Regions from separate parts of the Mus musculus genome. Here region 1 is linked to region 2. Evidence: chromatin contacts called from public Hi-C data. All regions are on one chromosome and are shown on one strand. The core of a region is the stretch at or near the end of the contact, and the rest is flanking DNA. Distances in the headings are between cores, read along the strand shown. Region 1 overlaps Dlc1 (deleted in liver cancer 1). Region 2 has its middle 3.5 kb from the start of Gm39165.

Region 1 (3,165 bases), core at 303-2,802, 400 kb after region 2:
TTAAGTTACATGGTGTGATGAGAGTGGGATATCCCCTTACCCAGTCAAATCTGTACTAAAAAAAAAAAGATAAATATATCAAAATATAGAAATTAATATATATAAATATACTTCAAAATATAAAAAGCATATTCCCATCTTCCAGATGGATTAAGAAATCATTTTCTTTAAAATTGCTTAGGACCCCAGCACCTGAAGTACACACAATTTGATAGTTGAATGTTAACTCACGTTGATCCCTATAAATACATAAAGGTTCCCATTTGGGGACCTTCCCAGTCTGTTTACACACACCAGCAGGAAGGGGTCCACAATGCTATCCCATTGACTGTGACCTTGGACATGGAACTTCTGTCCCAGCTGCCTCTCAGCAGGGGACAGGCTTTTCAAGGATGCCTTTGCAAAGTTCTGGAATTTCCCTTGGGGTGACTTTGACAGATGCACTCGCATCACACAAAATCCCCTTTCCATATCATTATAGCTTGGTTTGAAACGGGGAATTCAGTGGACATTGGCTGTCCTATGAGGCCTCTATTTTACCCAGATTGGAGAAAATATTCCGGTTCTGTCACCTGAGTGTGACAAAGTGCGGCTGTAGGGCAGAGCCATACCTGGGTCACAGACCATTTCACTCCAAAGGCCGTTTTCCTCACTGGCTTTCTAAGTATGGGGAGCCTGGGAGTGCCTCAACCTCAGGGTGTGGGAGCCTTTTGTCCCTCAGACATCCTTTGGAGACTCCTACAGGAGAAGGAAGGCGCCTCTGTGACAGGAATCAGGAAGTGACTTCCAGTTCGCTCCGCAGGACACTTAGAGGCGGGGTGGGTAAGAGATCAAAATGTGGGTGGTGTCACAGACAACTGAGGGCCCAGCTCACCAGAGCTTAGGGTTCCGTTAGCTTTGGATTTGTCCTCCACTAGTGGAGAAGCCGACTTGAAAAGGCCACCGAGTAGAGTTAGGCATGGAGAAAAAAAGTACTCAGTGTCATAAAAACCTACATCTGCTAACAGAACTAAACCTGGGGTCAGGGGTGATGAAGAGAAACCTTCCCATTGTGTTGGTTTGGCTTACAAAGTTTACCCGCAGCACCCAAAAGCCTTCCTTCTTAGCAGGAAGAAATTTTGCAAGATGCCAGGCAACTATTTCCATTGATCTCTAACACAGACACTTCTCTCAGAAACCAACCTCCCAACACCCTCACTGGAGAAGGCACTGCTTAGTCCAGCCCAGTGGAGGTCTGACTTTGTAGATGTGGTATTCTGAGACTCTCACAGACGGTAAGGACAGACGCTCTTGTCTCTCTATCTGCTAGGCTGCAATCACATTACACAGATACCCCCAGGAAACAGCAGTCTTTGCAAGACTCTGTCAGAACATTCTAGAAAAGCGTGACTCTTGACTGTGAGTGAGGCTCTGTAACATGCAGAGTTGTCTTCCCGTCTGCCACTACTTAGGATAGCAAGCAAGAAAAAAAAAAAAACCTAGTACAAAGAAGGTCTAGGCGGAATCATGCGATGATTAACTGTCCCCGGGAAGTCTCTCCACCCTTATCATGGCTCATCATAATCCCCCACAATGGGGCCACCTAAGGGAGAAGTGTTGACAGACAGGGCAGGCTGACAGACAAGACAGACCTCCCCAGCTGGAAATCTACCCTTTCCACATCAACTGAGTGTCCCCCTAGAGCAGGCCCCCCCTCCCACCCCAGCTCAACCTCAACAGAAAGAAATGAAATTATGAGATGAAGACGCTCCAGAAATAAACTATTTGTAAGTCCCCAGTAACCTCTGATGGCTAATTGTTACAATTGTTTCTATGGTATTGTTTCTATTGTGACTCTTTGTCTAATCTACGGATTTGATTGTAGGAATGTATTCAAGAAGAAAAAAAACCAAACCAAACCAAACCAAACCAAACCAAACCAAACCAAACCAAACCAAACCAAGGTACACACAAGGATGGGCACTGCGTATGGTTTCAGGAATGCCCTGGGAGCTTGAAACTTATTCCCTAAGGATAAAAGAGGGCCAGTGTAATTTGAGACTGAAAATAAAAAAGACCCACTACTGATCTCACACATTCAAAGCCGTAACGTGTACCTATAAAACAAATTGTAACCCTCCTGCGTGGTCTCCCTTCAAAGCCTACTCATACTTAACTCTGCATTCCTCCACCGGAAATGGCCAAAGTCAGAAATAGAGACAGCTGTGAAAAAGACAGATCTGTTCCAAAACCCGTTTTCCTTCTCAGTCCACAGCCCGAGGAAGAACGTGGGCTTGTGTTTTTCAGGTCAGGGCTGATATTAACTCTTCATAAACTGGGCATTCTAACTTGACCTTGACTACACAGGAGGGAACTTTTTACAGATGGGCCATGATTAAAAAAAAAAAAAAAAGACTAAGAGACAGCTATGCTTAGAGACTAGAATCATTCTTGGCCATTGTCTCTTAGCGCACATTATCACTGGCCTGTAGAATTGTTAAACGTGACAGCCACCTTTCCCCTTTTCTCCTGCTTTGTCTGGCGCGCCTGGAGCCTGGGGTACCTGGGCCAGGTTGGGTTCTGACGCTCTCTGTACAGCATGGAGACGTCAGGTCTGCACTGGTTTGGTAATATCCAGGGAGGAAGCAGAAACATCTGAGGTTATTTTTACTTCTGCAGGTCCTCTGGCTGTACAGGGTGGATCAAGTATTGTCTGGAGCCCTTTAGGACTCTTTTTTTTTTTTTTTTTTTTTTTTTTTTGCATGGCCTCATTTCCGTCTTCCTGTTGCTAGGAAAGGGAGTTAGGCATGAGAAACTTGTGTTTACAATACTGGCCCATCCTGTGCAGAACAAGGCTCTCTTCAAAAGAGTCCCATTTAGTTCACTCACTGTACTCTGGATGCCCCCAGCTCTTCTGGACCAAACCACCCTCCCTTGAATATTTCCAAATTGAGTATTTACTCGGTTAGGTCATAAAAATACCCCTCTCATTTAAACATTGCATCATGCTTTTAAGATCTCCACAGGGACACCCAGGAAAACCCAAGTACTAATTTTTGTATTTGAAGCCACCTCTTGGAGCCTCCTCACCGAGCCTCAGATTGGAAGTATCTTGCATGAGTCTCCTCTTTCCCCTTTAAGCCCCACATCGCTTCTACCAATAGGAGCTGGAGTACCAGACAGCTT
Region 2 (2,822 bases), core at 123-2,622:
TCTAGCTAGTATGTCAGCTCATGGAATTTTGATACCATTTCTGTAATACATCTATTTTCCTACAGAACTAAGTGTCTAAGAGATGGTGTTAGCAGCCGAATAGCTGTGTCAGTGTGGAACACAGAGTTGGTCCTAGCAAGTAGTTTGGAGAACCAAAGATCTAAACTTTAAAATGGGGCTAGCTCATTGGAAGGATCTGAGGTTTTTAACAAGTTTCCAATTCTAATCTTCAGCTATTGCCAAAAATAAGCTCCAGAGCTTGCATAAGAATCCCAATAAATTAACAACCAGATTGCATTAGCCTAATAAATGCATGGGCAACTTTTGACTTTACAGAACTTTGATTGCCCTGTAAAATCTGCTCATATGCCCCAGTACAGGGGAATGCCAGGGCCAAAAAGGGGGAGTGGGTGGGTAGGGGAGTGGGTGGGGGTGGGTATGGGGGACTTTTGGTTTAGCATTGGAAATGTAAATGAGCTAAATATCTAATAAAAAATGGAAAAAAAAGAAAAAATTCAGAGGTTGCCAATGGTGTAAGAATCAGGTGGACGGTGACTGTGGGGGCATTGCCTAACTCACTCCTGTGCGTGTGAGTTACCAGCATTTTTCAGATACTCTGACCTGGAGTAAGAAGGTAGGTTACCCGTGCATATGTCTCAGCTCGCAGCTCCTCTGAATAGACTTGTGGGAAGATCTCTGGGGTCAAATGCACGATGGTTCTCTGTCTATGGTGAAGCTTCATCCTGGGATCAACACTCTTCTTGTCTGGGCAACATCTGTACCAGAAAAATCCCCCAACTTCAGGTACACACTCTCAACTTCAACACACAGTCACAGTGCATCCCTCCAGTCTCACTGCATCCCTCCAGTTGCAAACAGAATCATTCCCCCATAGATTAAGTCTACAAATCCAAAGGTGTGCTCACTTGCTCTCTCTCTCTCTCTCTCTCTCTCTCTCTCTCTCTCTCTCTCTCTCTCTCCTCTCTCTCTCTCTCTCCTCTCTCTCTCTAGGGAATGATCCTTTGGAGTCTCTTTCAGCTTTTGGTAGCCCTATCATTCTTGGACTTGCAGAGTTCATCCCCTGCCTCTATGGTCACAGGGCTTGTTGTGTCTTTGCCTGCTCTTGCCTTTTGGTGGCCTCTCTTCTCTCCATGTATGCAATAACAATACTGTTAAGGACTCCTTTTTTCACTAGGACCTCATTTTAACTTAATTAGTTATACCCGGAAAGATCCCACTTCTGTATAGGTTTCCATTCTCAGATGCTCAGGATTAAGAGTGCAACATAGAAATTTTGCATTATAGACAGCTCAATCTATAGCAAGCTGCTTTAGTCAGCAAAGCCAGACACTAAAAATAGCCCAAATGCCCTTCAAGTAGAGAATGGATGAACAAATATGGTATCTTTACATAACAGGATATTACTCAGAAACAAGCAGATGAGTTACTGTTAAATACACCACCTTGGATGGATCTCAAGTGCTTAGTGTGGAAGAAATGGGAGGAGAGGGCTACACCCAGCAAGGGTTCTAATACTCACCAATACTTCCACACCCAGCAACGGTTCTACACTCACCAAAGATTCTATACTCAGCAACGGCTCCACACTTAGCAATGCTTCCACTCTCACCAGTGGCTCAGAGTTCTTCTATTTGTAGTAGCCTTCTGCATGAGGCATAGACATAGAAGCACAGGAAACATCAGTATTCCCAGGTATGGAAAGGATAGGGAAAAAATTCAAAAGAGACTGGGGGGGGGCGGCTGATGGAACATTATCATCAGCATCTTGACATTAAAGCTGGCTCTATGACTGTACATGTTTGTATACATCTAGAGAACCACACTGCAAAAGAATTGAATATATGCAACTCACACACCAGTAAGCTTGACCCACCCCTCCACAATGGTGTTAGAGAACGTGGATATTAATGGCTATGGGCTGAACATAGCTTGTTACCCCACCCCCCCAAAAAAACCTGTGTTGACATTGCATCCTCATCAGACAATGCAGAAGTGCAATCCGCAGGCCCATTTACGAGGTGCCTGAGGCTCTGCTCTCATCCGTGGGGGAGTCTGTTTATGTGACTGAAAAGTGGTGGTCCAATGGGTTATCTAGGGTGGGTCTGTTGTGGAAGCTTGTTTGGCTGCATCTCTCCTACACTCCCCATCTCCTGCCATGTGACGATGCCTTCTGACATAGCCCCTCAACCACAGGGCAGAGTAGGAGCCAAAATAAGTTTACCCAGGGGATAGAGAAATGGTTAAGTTGGGTAAGAGTCCTTGCTTGGCAATCCTGGGGACATGAGTCAGGATAGTCATGTGGACCCACGGAGCACATGCATGCACGCATGCAACACACACACACACACACACACGTACAAAGAAAAACAATAACAACTAAAGAATAGGCTTTATCTATACTGTGGTAGTGTATTATTAGCAGTAAACTGGAGAAGACATCCACATACAAGAAACACACATGCACACACTTCCCTCTCACACATAAACACTACCTTAAAATAAATCACCAACTTCAAGGTAAAAGCTAAAACTACCCAACTTTTAGAAGAAAACAGAAAACTCTTCGAAACCCTGGGAGAAAGCAAAATTTTCTTAGATGTGGTATGAAAAGCAGTCTATATAAGGAGAGGGAGTCAGAGACAGACAGAGAGGGAAATGAGACTTCACCAGAACTTTAAATATGTCCCCTTGACGAAGGAGTTCTCTGGGATATTTAAAGAATTCTCAGAAAACAAGTGACGTCCACGAGCAAGATTTGAGCAAGTATTTTAAAAAACAGATAAGCATAAAAAGATGCTCAC

Evidence for each region. Hi-C and Micro-C count contacts between places; a contact is called where the count stands out from the background.
Region 1: a Hi-C map of the G1E-ER4 cell line shows a contact between it and region 2, with 2.4 times the contacts expected there. The contact joins two enhancer-like sites. A contact is called at or near these places in 3 of 484 Hi-C or Micro-C datasets (the G1E-ER4 cell line and cortical neurons), 7 of 115 datasets of contacts at active chromatin or transcription factors (astrocytes, embryonic stem cells, extraembryonic endoderm stem cells and 2 more) and 1 of 9 other capture datasets (embryonic stem cells).

Annotation. Positions count from the first base shown.
Region 1 is chr8:36,607,984-36,611,148 of GRCm38.p6, forward strand. The region is part of intron 5 of Dlc1 (deleted in liver cancer 1); the gene reads right to left. Among named protein-coding and RNA genes, the nearest start is that of Trmt9b, 150 kb to the left of the region's middle. Within about 2 kb of position 1,553, at least 42 of the 459 cell types and tissues checked have an H3K27ac peak or open chromatin away from gene starts, as enhancers often do. A contact at or near this core is called in the G1E-ER4 cell line, where this site is marked.
Region 2 is chr8:36,203,704-36,206,525 of GRCm38.p6, forward strand. No RefSeq gene overlaps it. Among named protein-coding and RNA genes, the nearest start is that of Gm39165, 3.5 kb to the right of the region's middle. Within about 2 kb of position 1,373, at least 2 of the 459 cell types and tissues checked have an H3K27ac peak or open chromatin away from gene starts, as enhancers often do. A contact at or near this core is called in the G1E-ER4 cell line, where this site is marked.